2 separate regions of the Gossypium raimondii genome follow, and region 2 is linked to region 1. A link is a contact called in public Hi-C data. All regions are on one chromosome and are shown on one strand. Each heading gives the region's core, a stretch centred on a gene start, on an enhancer-like site or on the middle of the called end of the contact. The rest is flanking DNA. Distances are from core to core; before and after follow the strand shown. Region 1 holds the start of LOC105785861 (mannosyl-oligosaccharide glucosidase GCS1). Region 2 holds the start of LOC105785867 (proteasome subunit beta type-5).

Region 1 (6,069 bases), core at 1,360-3,859:
GCTGAAGCCGATTAAATCTTATTAACTGTTAAAAGGCAAAAGAAACAAGAGTAAAGAGAAGTTATAAGGGGGGAAAGAAAAACTCGTCTAAGACTAACAACTGAAAAAATATATGATGCATATGAAAATCCAACAAACTTGGGATGCAAGGTTTTCTTGGACAAGATCAGACAAATTGTGGATATGAGGTGTCCTCAAACCAGAATAATGAACTTCCAGATCAGCCTACAAAATAAGAACAAAAAAAGTTAGCTCCAAATTAGTATCAATTACCAAATAAAACCATAGAAAAACAAAAACACATATAAGTCCCGTTATTTTATTGAACAAAATCCAGATATTGAACCCTTAAAAGCAATTAGTGAGAGGTTTAGGCCGAAATTTGGAAGAAATAGTATGGAAGCATATAAGCTATTTGATGCTAACATTTAGCAAGAGGTTAGCCTAGTTGACTAATATATTTTAGATACTTTCCTGTTTGAATCCAGGATGCTCAAATTGTAACATAACTAAGAAGTGCACATGTGATTCTGTAAATATTAGTGGCCAATTTCAGTCTCCTTCCTAAATGCTAACCAGCAATAAATAGATAAATGAACATTATTTGAGTTACTTTGGTAGTGTGAATGGCAAGTAGGCCACGAGAGCTTTCTACTATATGAACTAATTTTCCTCATCAGTATCAAATTTTCATTCAAATATAGGTATTGTAATTTCTAATTCCCATTCAATTTCCCTTTACCTTCGACTTTAGATGTAGCTGCCACTCTCCAATGTCTGTTCGTGACCCTGATGCCAGGAGAGAATTCTCGTGAATGTCTAAGATATCTCCACCTAAACTTAGAGCATTTCCATCTTCCTCAGCCAAATAGAAAAAAAGGTGCACATTTTTCTGCATCTCCTCATTCCACCTAGAGGTGTAAAATGGAACATGATAAACTTGATCCCATAGGGAAATTGAATGGTGAGCCAAGTACACACTCAGAATTGAACATTTTGCTCCACATGCAAGTAAATGCATTCTATAGATATTTTCAGACACACCTTGTTATTCTAGCTTGAAAATAAACATGCAATTATGAGTGTATGGAGGAATGTAGAGAGGAAGCAATATTTCTAATGGCTATAGTTGATCAGGCTTTCCATTCACACTACTGCATAATGAATTTAAAACTCATTCTCCAAGGGGCAGGCTAGCTATATAGGAAAATATAATACCTCAATACATTAATTGACCCAAAGAATTCTACACCTAAAATTGAAACATGCATGGCACTAAAAATGTTAAGCCACAGACTTTCATAAAATTGAAATATGCATTAATTGTACATTTACAAATGTATTCTTCAGTTATTCAATCTTTTTTCTCGGACTGTCATAAAATCAACTTCAATATTTTCCTCTGACCTATCTTCAAGAAAGCACCAGGTTAAACATATGCAATCAACAACACAAGTAAAATAACAGATCAAGCAACATACCCTTGATTTTGTACGTTAATTCGAACTGCCCAGTCTCCTCCATAGCCACTGTCATCCTCCTTATATTTCAAGAAACTTGTTGCTAAAGTCATATCCTGATCAACCAGAACTTGATGTCCAAAATCCCGTCCATTATGACTTGTCCAACCATATGTGCTCAGATCATCGGAATCTTGGCAAATGTGTCGAATAAAATACCTCCCATCCTTTACACCGAGCCACATTAATCCAGCAACTAGTGACAGAGGAGTCCTGCCAGATACAGTTTGCTAATTAACAACCTCCAATTACAATCACTTTTTAGCCAAAAAAGAATTACCATGCTATTATTCACATGAACTTTATCTCCTCGGTTCAAAATTATAAAGCTAAAGGGAAAAACATATCAAGTTCTAGGAATGTAAAAATATGATATTACCTTGCACGAATCCCAAAATAAACATGAGGACGATAAGTTCCCCAGTATAAGCTCTCCTTATGCTCGCCTTGAAACTGTCACAAATCGAGTGCTCCATTACCAAATACGTACATATACGTATAAAAAAAATCTATACTGCAATATACTTACATTTATATTCGCGATTTAAAAACTTCTGTTAAAAAAATTTGAAGGAAAAAAGTGAGAAAGGGATAGAAATTCACATTTGGAGTACCTGAGGTAAGTCCATGATTCTGGGAGCTGGAAATGGAGTGACGACTCTAGGTCTACGAGCTTCTTCAGCTATGCTAATGAGATGATTGACTAAAAAGAATATAATTAAGGCGGCGATTATGCCGAAACCTAGAATGATTTTAAGATCAGCGTTGAGGATTCGAAGTGCGGTGCCGTGATCTTTGGTTTTAACTCTGCGGAGTTTGGAGATTGGTTTAGCTTTATTGAAAGCATCATCGTCTTCGTTGACATCGGAGGAGGGTTTGGTTCTGCTTCGAGCGCTCCGTCGACCACCTCCGGTCATTCTCAGATTGGGGTCGGAGAGTTTTTGAGATTAGGGAAATAGGCGTTTTTCTTGCACTGATCGATGGAGGAATGGAGCAACGCAGTGTGTGCGCCAAAAATGGCGGGCAGCTTAGGATTCGGCCCAGCCCATCACGGCTCCCGTCGCCTGTGACGACTAACGAGTAATGATTCCGTATCATAGATCACATGTTGGCACGTCACACGATCCAATAACATACGATTTAATTTTTTGTGTAAATTATCCCGGTTTCCCCTCAACTTTGGTTGAAATTACGTTTTTGTTACTGAATTTTCAAAACTTTTAAAATTGCTACTTACATTTCGGGTTTGAACAAAACGATCGCCCAACCGTTATCATCTATTAGTGGGGTAACTGTTGTCTTATGTGGCACGTTAGTTTTTCATATAGGTTCCACGTGAATTGCCACATAAATTTAGGGAAATAAAAAATAATATTTTCAATAAAAAAGTTAAATATTTATATTGGAAAAAGATAAGGAATAGTTTTCTATATAAACCCTAAGCTAATTTGTGTTATACTCAGCTCTTTTTTTCTTTTTTTTTACATTCACCAACGAGAAGAAGATAAGAAGAAGGAAGAATAAAAAAGGGATAAATCTTAAAATTATATATGAATCTTTATTTAATGTGTAATTGTATATATGAACTTTAATTTGGTGCAATTATATACGTGAAACTTTAATTGTGGTTCAAATATATACTTGAAACTTTAATTTTAATTTAATCATACATATTTAAAGAAATAAATACATCAATTTAGTTTTATATTAGATAAATATAATTATTTATTTATGTAATAGATAAATATAAAATGATGTTATATCAATAATTGTGTTAATAATTTACAAGAATTGATCAAATCAAAATTTAATGTATCAAATTACACAAAATCAAAATTTGTGTATAGTATTGCACATTAAATCATAGTTCATGTATAGTTTTGGTATTTATCCCAATAAAAAAGAAGGAATAGAGTAGCCTAGCTTGAATCCAATGTGCTATTATGGAAACCTAGCAAAATTAACAACTTCCCAATAATATGACAACTCATGTAGGAATTTTTTTTGTTGTATGAACTATGGTAATGGAAACTAAATTTGTTGTTCTTTTTTCCTAGTATGATCCACCATTGAGAGTTCATTCAAGAATTGTTTTATTGGGGATGTTGAAAAAAGTGAGAACAATGGAGAAGGAATGAGACAATCATATGGTTAATAGTTGTGATTATTTGTGTAATACCCAATTTTAGCCCGGGCTCACATATGGAAACATAATTTTTGAGGATATGCAATCTTAGATATGATATGCAATCCTAGATATGATATGCAATCTTAGATATGATATATGCAATCTTAGATATGATATATAATCTTAGATATGATATGCAATCTTAGAATATATGATTTTGTAATCTTAGAGATTTAATTTGTAGATACCCTTTAATCTCAGCCGTTGATGTAATTGATCTGTACCGTTGGATTTTGGGAGGCTCAACTATAAATAGAGGCCTCTCCCTTCATTGTAAAGGGAAGAAAAAGAGGAAAGAAAAGGAGGAATAAAAAAGAGAACGATTGGCGCTTTTAAAGGTGGTTTACTATTTTCGCTCGATTATTTTTTATTTATTTACGATTTAAAAAAAGGAGAAGGTGACACCATTGCGAATTTTATTTATTTTTATTTAGCCCCTCCGCCTTTTAATGTTTTTGTAATTAAGTTTTTTTTTATTTTTTTTAATTTACCCTTTTATTTATTTTAAATTCCAATTTGATCCATTTGAACGGCGCCGTTTTAGAGGAGAAGGGAAAATTTTCCTTCCAACCCCTCTACGTAATTCGCGCGTTCAAATTAGTCCTTTTACTTTTATTTATTTGCGGATTTACCCTGATTTTTAATTGCAATTCAATTTAGTTTTTTTATGTTCTTTTATTTATTTTATTAATTGATAGTGTAATTATTATTATTATTATTTTCATTTTTTAAAATCTATATATGTATATTTTATGAACATACTTATTTTTTCAGCTAATATTTTTTAAACTAATATTTTCCTATATTTTTAATAAATATTTTCATATTTATATGTATATATTTACGTTTTTTTAAATGATTAAATACTCACTTTTTCTTTTTTAAAATATACCTATTTTTTATTATTTTATATATGTACGTATAATTATATTTTTTCCTTATTTGCATAAGTATATTATGTATTATATTTATATATAAATTCTATAACCCAAAATTTTATTTGTAAATTATATGTATATTTTTATCTTCATAATTTCCATGTGTATATTATACGCCTTCCGATCTTTATTTATTTTGTTTGCTTTCCCATTCATTGTATAATTGTGTTTACATTTAATATTTTGCATGTCATGAATTACTGTTTTTTTATTTCGTTTATTCATTTGTTTATATTATTTTTATGTCATTGATGTATTTATTATTGTTGTTATTATTATTATAACATTTGTACGTATAAAATAACGTTACATCATTTTTTTTACTCAAATTTTAAAATAGAAATTTTTTTTTGAGATAATGTTCGTATTTAGGATTTTCAAGGAAATTGAGCCCTAACGTATTGGGTTCCGATTTTCTTCGTTAAATCTAACAATCGAGCATTTCTCTTTAATCAAAAAAATAAAAACTCATTATTGGGAATTCAACACGTTGTGTCCTAACGTATTGGATGTGACGCATTGATTTCTCGAAATGAAGATTTTTTTTAAAAATAATAAAGGAAATATTCCGAGTTTGGGATTTTAAAGGAATTGTGCCCTAACGTATTGGGTGTGATTTCTTAAATCTTGGATAAGTGGATGTTCTTTTAAAGTAAAGGAAATATTCCAAGTTTGGGATTCTAAAGGAATCGTGCCCTAACGTATTGGGTGTGATTTCTTAAATCTTGGATAAGTGGATGTTCTTTTAAAGTTTTATTGTACAAGTATTTTGGCCCAATTCATTTTGGGGAAAATTAGAATGCTGTGCCCTAACGCATTGGGTGTGGTATCTTCTTTCTCTGAAACAATAAGGGTCTTAATACGTAACCTTTTAAGTTTTGCCAAGGATCACGTTTTTTTCCAAATTCTCGACCTTAAGGCACTAATTAATTAACTAGGTACCAATTTTGGGCGTTACGAGGGTGCTAATCCTTCCTCATACGCAACTGACTCCCGGATCCGTTTTTCTAAAACTCGTAGACCAAAGCCGTTTTTTTTAGGTGATCCAATCACACCTCAATAAAAGATTGGTGGCGACTCCCAATTTTCATTTTTTTAAGTCGACAACCCAAAATTTTTATTTTTCAAAAAATGGTTTCGACAGCTTGGCGACTCCGCTGGGGACTTTTTTTTAAAAGATAAGAGAGTCGAGCCACAAAGTTGATTAATTTTTGTCTTATGGTCGAGAAAATATTTTTTTTAAAAAAAACTCATGACATCCTTTCGCATTCATCATCTTATTGTCTAAATATTGTTTGCATTATACATTTCATGAATTGAACAATGTTACCCTTTTAAGTGTGAGTGAGAAACTATGCCTTCGTGAGGTTTTTACCTCCGTGTAGGGTAGTGGATTGCTTTCAAGATACATCCGTACCTATGT
Region 2 (6,069 bases), core at 1,984-4,483, 220 kb after region 1:
TCCCAAGCCAAATGACCCTACACATGAACACTGAATATTTCAAATGTTGGGGTTACTAAAACCCGAGATTCCTTAAAACTTTCAACATCAAATAACAAACTCAACATCATCACATTGTCTTTTAAGGCCAAGTATTCACTGTATATAAGAATATATCCCATTCATCCATCTTATCAACTTGGACTAGGTTGAGTAGATCCCATTTATGCCCCACCTACTTCAACCATTTCCTGTTCCACTGTGCTTGGCATCACTGGATAGTATTTATAGTGAAGTTCTCCAACATCATCACCAGATAGCTTCTTCCACCCATTTGGTCCCACGTAGTAAACTGATCAAATTATTAACCTCATTTAAGCAGGGTATCACACATATATAACAGAATTACTATGAGAATTCATTTCAACTTGAGATCGAGAGAGAGAGAGTACCGCTGGCAACACCACCACTGGCTCCATCTCGGAATGTGGCATGATAAATAGCTCGTCTGGCCAACTCTGCAGCCTCTTCAACAGACATATCATACCGATAGCTACCACCACCATCCAAACAAACATATTAACAAGTATGAATACATAGAGCTGAGCACAAAATGGGACAAAAAAATGTCCTAACACAGTTATATAATTAATAACGGGACTAGTGATGTTATCATTGATTAAAGCAATCAAAAAGATTCCCTAGAGCAGTTATATTATGGTCAAAGCTATGCTTCGGCAGCAAAGCACGCTTATTGTCAAAATGCAGGCAACCAATGTTTTTAACAGGAGCAACTGGAAGTTGATGGAACCGACATGTTAAAATAAAACATTTAACAGGTTTCTTCAACACATTCCTCCTCGATTCCTTGCATCTTTCTAAATAGACTGATAACTTTACAAGAAGACCATGATAACTTTGCAGCTTGCTGGCCAACCACATGTAGCTTCTTCAACTGATGTATCATTTCGTGTAAACCATGATAACTTTACGTCATAATATCAGCATTTATCAGTGGAACAATGACAACGAAAGAACATGGAGAAGAATGCATACCCATTATCCAGCACACCATAAGCATATGGTGAACCAGATCCAACAGAGAAACGCATTCCTTTTAACCTTCCCCCTTCACTGTCCACATAGTATAGTCCAGGGCCCTAGAATCCGGGTTAGGCAGAAAGTTAAAACATGCAAGTATTAGTATGCAAGGGGAAAACAACAAGAGAATAACATTTAGTTCCAAATACCGTTTCATCCCATCCAGCAATCATGGTTCCAACCGAAAGTCCCATTCCTCGGTAAGAATAGAGAATGTTTGCCAACAGTTTTGATGCCCCCGTAACTGAAATTCTACGCTTGTTTGCTAATTCATGCAGCCGGCACTAGATCATGGAAAATGATCATCCATTAGCACTTCATGTATGTAAAGAGTAATTGGAAAAACACAATAATGGGGCCTAAGATTGTTCACTACTAAATAAAAGCCAGAAAGGTTGCATTGTGGGTCGATATTGACACCAAAGGAAAGCCAGAGACCTGAATAATGCTCGAGTTCTCCACTTTTCTTTGACAATATTCCATTTTGATAGTATGGCAATTAGACAAACAGAATGCCTTAAATTTAGCTACCCAAGCAATCAGAAAGCAAGCTGAACTCAATTTGAATGCTTCCTACTCAAAAGTTTGCTTTCCTAACTAGGAAAAGGACCTAATATTAAAAATCTACATTCTCTTAGGTTAAGAGAGTCCAACCGCATGCATATCAATACCATGAAAATAACTTTGCCTAAGTAGAACATGGAAGGGTTAATCTGTATGTGTGAGTCACATTTGAAGGTGATATTGAAATTAGTTAGCTATTAGTAAGCTATGCTAAATATCAAATCATTTTTTCTATTCTTTTGTTCTCATATACGTGTTTTAGAAAAAGCAGGACATCTGTAGTTCGATTATAGAGCCAATTCAAAAAGTATATATCTGAAACCTTTGAGATCTCACTTTCTACATTGTATAACCCCATGGTTTATCATCAATGAAAACTGCAAGAGAATGCCAAAATGACCAATAGACTTTTTTTTCTCTACATTTCCTTGCATAGGACCCAATATGCAAAAATATACAGTATATATAACATACAATAACAATCCAACACAAAAAGAGGAGGAAAAAGTTTCCTGATGCTAATATCCCACTGACAAGAGGGCCACATTTGTCCCATTACCTTGATGCCTAAATTTCTGTGCCAAAACTGGCAGTCAGCAGCTCCTCCAGCCATTGTTCCAAGCATGTAAGGATTGATTTCAATAATTTTCTTCACTGACTGTGAAGCTGCCAAATTTTAGGATAGGAAAAGGAATACTAATCAACAATCACGATTCAATTTCTACCCCAACACAACAAAAAAGAAGAAACAAAAGATTGAAAAATTATAGATGTTTTTTTTATGACAAGGTTTAATCTACAATTACCACTAATAGACTATTTCCTAACCAACAAATTTCTGAAAAATAAAAACTACGGCAAAATACACACAAAAAGTAAGAAACATACAGATATAGCCTCCCATGCTAGCTCTAGAATCAGCGGCAACCATGACCCCTTCCTTAAAGATGAAAGCTAGCGTGGTGGTACCCTTAGCAGGTTTTACCATCTGGATAGCTTCTTTTTGAAACCCATCAAACTGCAATACACCGATCACACATAAAATAAGCCCCAAATATCTCCCTTTACACGGGAAACTAATAATGTTGTACCAAATTAGCAGAAATTTTTAACTCACATCAGTAGTGTTTGGGAGATCGAACGACGGACCAGCCGAAAACCCGTCAACAAGTTCACTGGGAGCACCCCAGACAGGAGCAGCCGATTCTAGTCCGCTGGTGTCAAGCTTCATGATTGGTTCTTTAATTTCTACAAAAGCGCAAGACTGAATCAGAAAATTTGATGCATTTGATGATAATTTCTCCCCCCCCCCCAACCCCCAAAAAAAAATCAAATTAAAGAACAATACCCTAAGTGAAGAAAATAAATGCTTTCAAAATATTAAAACCGCAAAAGCGAAAACAAAACTGAGGTTGAGAAGAGAACCTTTCCGATGATCCAGACAATAAAAAAAAAAAGGTGAAGTGAGAATGAGATGCAGCAAAGCAAAGCAAACTGAAATATAAGGAGGAAAAAGGGTTGATTTCTACTTTTTCTTCCTCAGTTTTCTTGTGCTACGGGAAACTGGGAAAATCTGCTTGTTTGGGTTGTCTCAGATTGGCCCAAGCTTTGATCCAAAACGGAGATGGGAGTATCGACTTTGTAAACCACACAATTATCCCAGTCCACAGAATCTCTTACAGTTAACAAGATCTATGGGCCAAAGAGCTAGTTTTATGAAATGGGTTGAGCCTTGTTTTTGATAACTTCCAATGCCCATTAAAGATTTCACAAAGATTTGTAACCCTCTAGGTTACAACTTTAACGGGGTAATTGCCCTCACTTTAAATCACTAATCATATCAATCGTTTAATTTTAACAATAAATATCAAATTTATATATTTAACTTTAGTTCAATGTATAATTTTGATACATAAATTTTTATTTTGTGCAATTATGCATATGAAACTTGATTTGCGGTTCATATGTATACATAAAACTTTGACTTTGATTCAATCCTACATATTTAAAGAAATGATTACATACATTTATTTTCATGTCAAATTAATATAATTATTTGTGTATACAATATATCAACGTAAAGTGGTGTTAATTTATTAATATATTAATATTTTATAAAAACCTCTCGGTTTGCTATTATGTTCCAATATATTGTCTCAATTGATGTTTCAATAGATATCGAAACTTGGTAGATTAACAAGCGGATTAAAAAATAGTATAGCAAAACAATAAAGTGACACGCAATATTTGTTAACGCAATTTGAATAACAATCTTACTCAATAGAGCTAGATTTTAGTAAACAATGGATCTGGAATCGTAAAAGCTAAAGCTCAATCTACCATTATACAGTGAGGTAATTGCAGCCCAACAAAGAACCTCAATTTACAATCACTCAACCCAAACAATCTCACTTACAAAGAAGGTTTACTCTCCAAAAAATGTCTAAAAACAAAGAACGCAATTAACGGTAAGCATTCGATCAAATTGAGTAAACAAATTTCAACTCCATATAAGTTATGGGTTTAGTCATTATACTTTAAATTGATAAGTTTTGTAACACCCTCTACCCAACCCGAATCATTGAGTTTGGATATCGAATGCTATGACATACAAACACTTAGCATAAATGTTTAAACAATCTGCATATGATCTTTTTTCAACATATCTCTTTTTGTATTATTAAATATTTTCTGAATAAAAGAAATAAAGAAGACATCCAAGAATACAACAGACTTTTAAAATAATGTAAGACATTACAACATAAAAGTTCATTAAAGAAAGACTAATCTTGGCATACTATGCTATACGCCTTACTCCTAAGATATCCTCTGAATGCATAATAACCCAATTCACCGTTTCCTAGTTGGCACATTCCTGGCTTGTTCCCTTTTGGCGTACTTACTCTCGTAGCAATACCTGAAACAAGAACAAACACTTTGTAAGTTCACACGAACTTAGTGAGTGAGTTGTTAGCACAGAATACCTTGGAACCTTTCTAGTTGAATTCCTCATCTTGTAAATTATGGGTCACATCTCTATCTTTGGCAAATACTTTCATAATATCTGATATATACCTATACGCCAGCTACCATACTTAACGTACCAACTCTCACTTCACTTCTTGACTAACTCTAAATCTTATCAAACTATACATATCTTATTCTTTCATAGTACAACAAAGGTATCTCTTAGAAGTATATAAATACAAAACCTACCATTGACGAAATCCCCTTCAACTAAACATAGAATACTTTTCTCTAGAATGGATACTCACAAAAACTTCTCTTGATGGATAGAAAAACTAATAGATCTCTTAAATTGAACTCCATACTGATCTTCTGGCTGATTCTCATACTGATTCTGGTAGTTATTAGATTACCAATCAAATCATATCTTGAATCAACCCAAAATCATAACTTTTGTTGATAATGAGACATTATAAATCACTAGATCAATTTGATGTTGTTTACAATAGCCATGATTCTATTAGAATAATGCTTAACAGTCTTAGACTCCTTCACCTTCAGGTTCTCAAAATCCCTCCTTAAGTTGATAAGCTGCTGCTGCCTTGTCTTCTCTGTACCTTGAAACTCTTCCTTCAATTTATCCCAAGCTTACTTTGGAGTTTCGTAGGCCATGAACCTAGTGAAGATTACATCAGAAACACCATTCTGAAGACACGACATCGCCTTAAAATTCTTAGCACAATCATCACTATGTTACCTGATTGTGCTATTGTTGGATTGGCTCTCAACGATGGTGGCTCGACATCCGCATTCACAACCTCCCATAAGTTGTAAGCTTGTAGGTAGGTCTTCATCTTAACTACCCAAATATTGTAGTTTTCACAATTAAAAACTGGTGGTGGAGGAGGTTTAAAACCAACTGGAGACATTTTAACAACAACAACAACAACAAAGAAAAATGGCCTTCAAAGATGACTGATTCTAAATACCAATTGTTGGTTTTTTTATGTAAGAAAGAAAGAAAAGGCAGACCAAATTTAGCAATCAAATGTGACTTGTTATGTTTTTTTATATGAATACATAATTTACATACGAAGTGTAACCTTATATAAGAAAAATATTGACAAGTTGACAAGCCTAGGAACTTGAAATTACTCATTGGCTGATTTCTGTCCAATCAGCATCGCTAAAATTATCCTATTAAATTTAAGATAAATAAAATAAGCTAACAACTTTTCTAAGCAAGTTGGAAACTTGCCAACGTGTATTAAAAACATTGGGACAATCTGCAACAACTCAACTTGGCATAGTCGGTTAACACCATAATAGTTTACCCTTCAATAGCTTAGAGTATGCCAGCAAGACAACTCGTGTCTTGTTCATATTTGGACAATTCGCCAGATAGTCTACCAATGGTTGTTCGCTAGATAGTTTGACAACTAACAATCCTCCATTTTT

What was found. Hi-C and Micro-C count contacts between places; a contact is called where the count stands out from the background.
Region 2: a contact with region 1 is called in a Hi-C map of leaf, with 4 times the contacts expected there. The contact joins the promoter of LOC105785867 here to the promoter of LOC105785861 in region 1. A contact is called at or near these places in 2 of 2 Hi-C or Micro-C datasets (both in leaf).

Annotation. Positions count from the first base shown.
Region 1 is chr1:41,504,498-41,510,566 of ASM2569854v1, forward strand. LOC105785861 (mannosyl-oligosaccharide glucosidase GCS1) reads right to left here and starts at 2,610. Exons shown (of 22, transcript XM_012612050.2): 1 at 2,135-2,610; 2 at 1,900-1,973; 3 at 1,482-1,733; 4 at 743-911; 5 at 139-225; 6 at 1-25. The coding sequence starts at 2,437.
Region 2 is chr1:41,723,316-41,729,384 of ASM2569854v1, forward strand. LOC105785867 (proteasome subunit beta type-5) reads right to left here and starts at 3,234. Exons shown (of 8, transcript XM_012612058.2): 1 at 3,070-3,234; 2 at 2,762-2,892; 3 at 2,533-2,662; 4 at 2,204-2,310; 5 at 1,230-1,364; 6 at 1,036-1,139; 7 at 432-532; 8 at 1-331. The coding sequence starts at 2,875. The coding sequence ends at 204.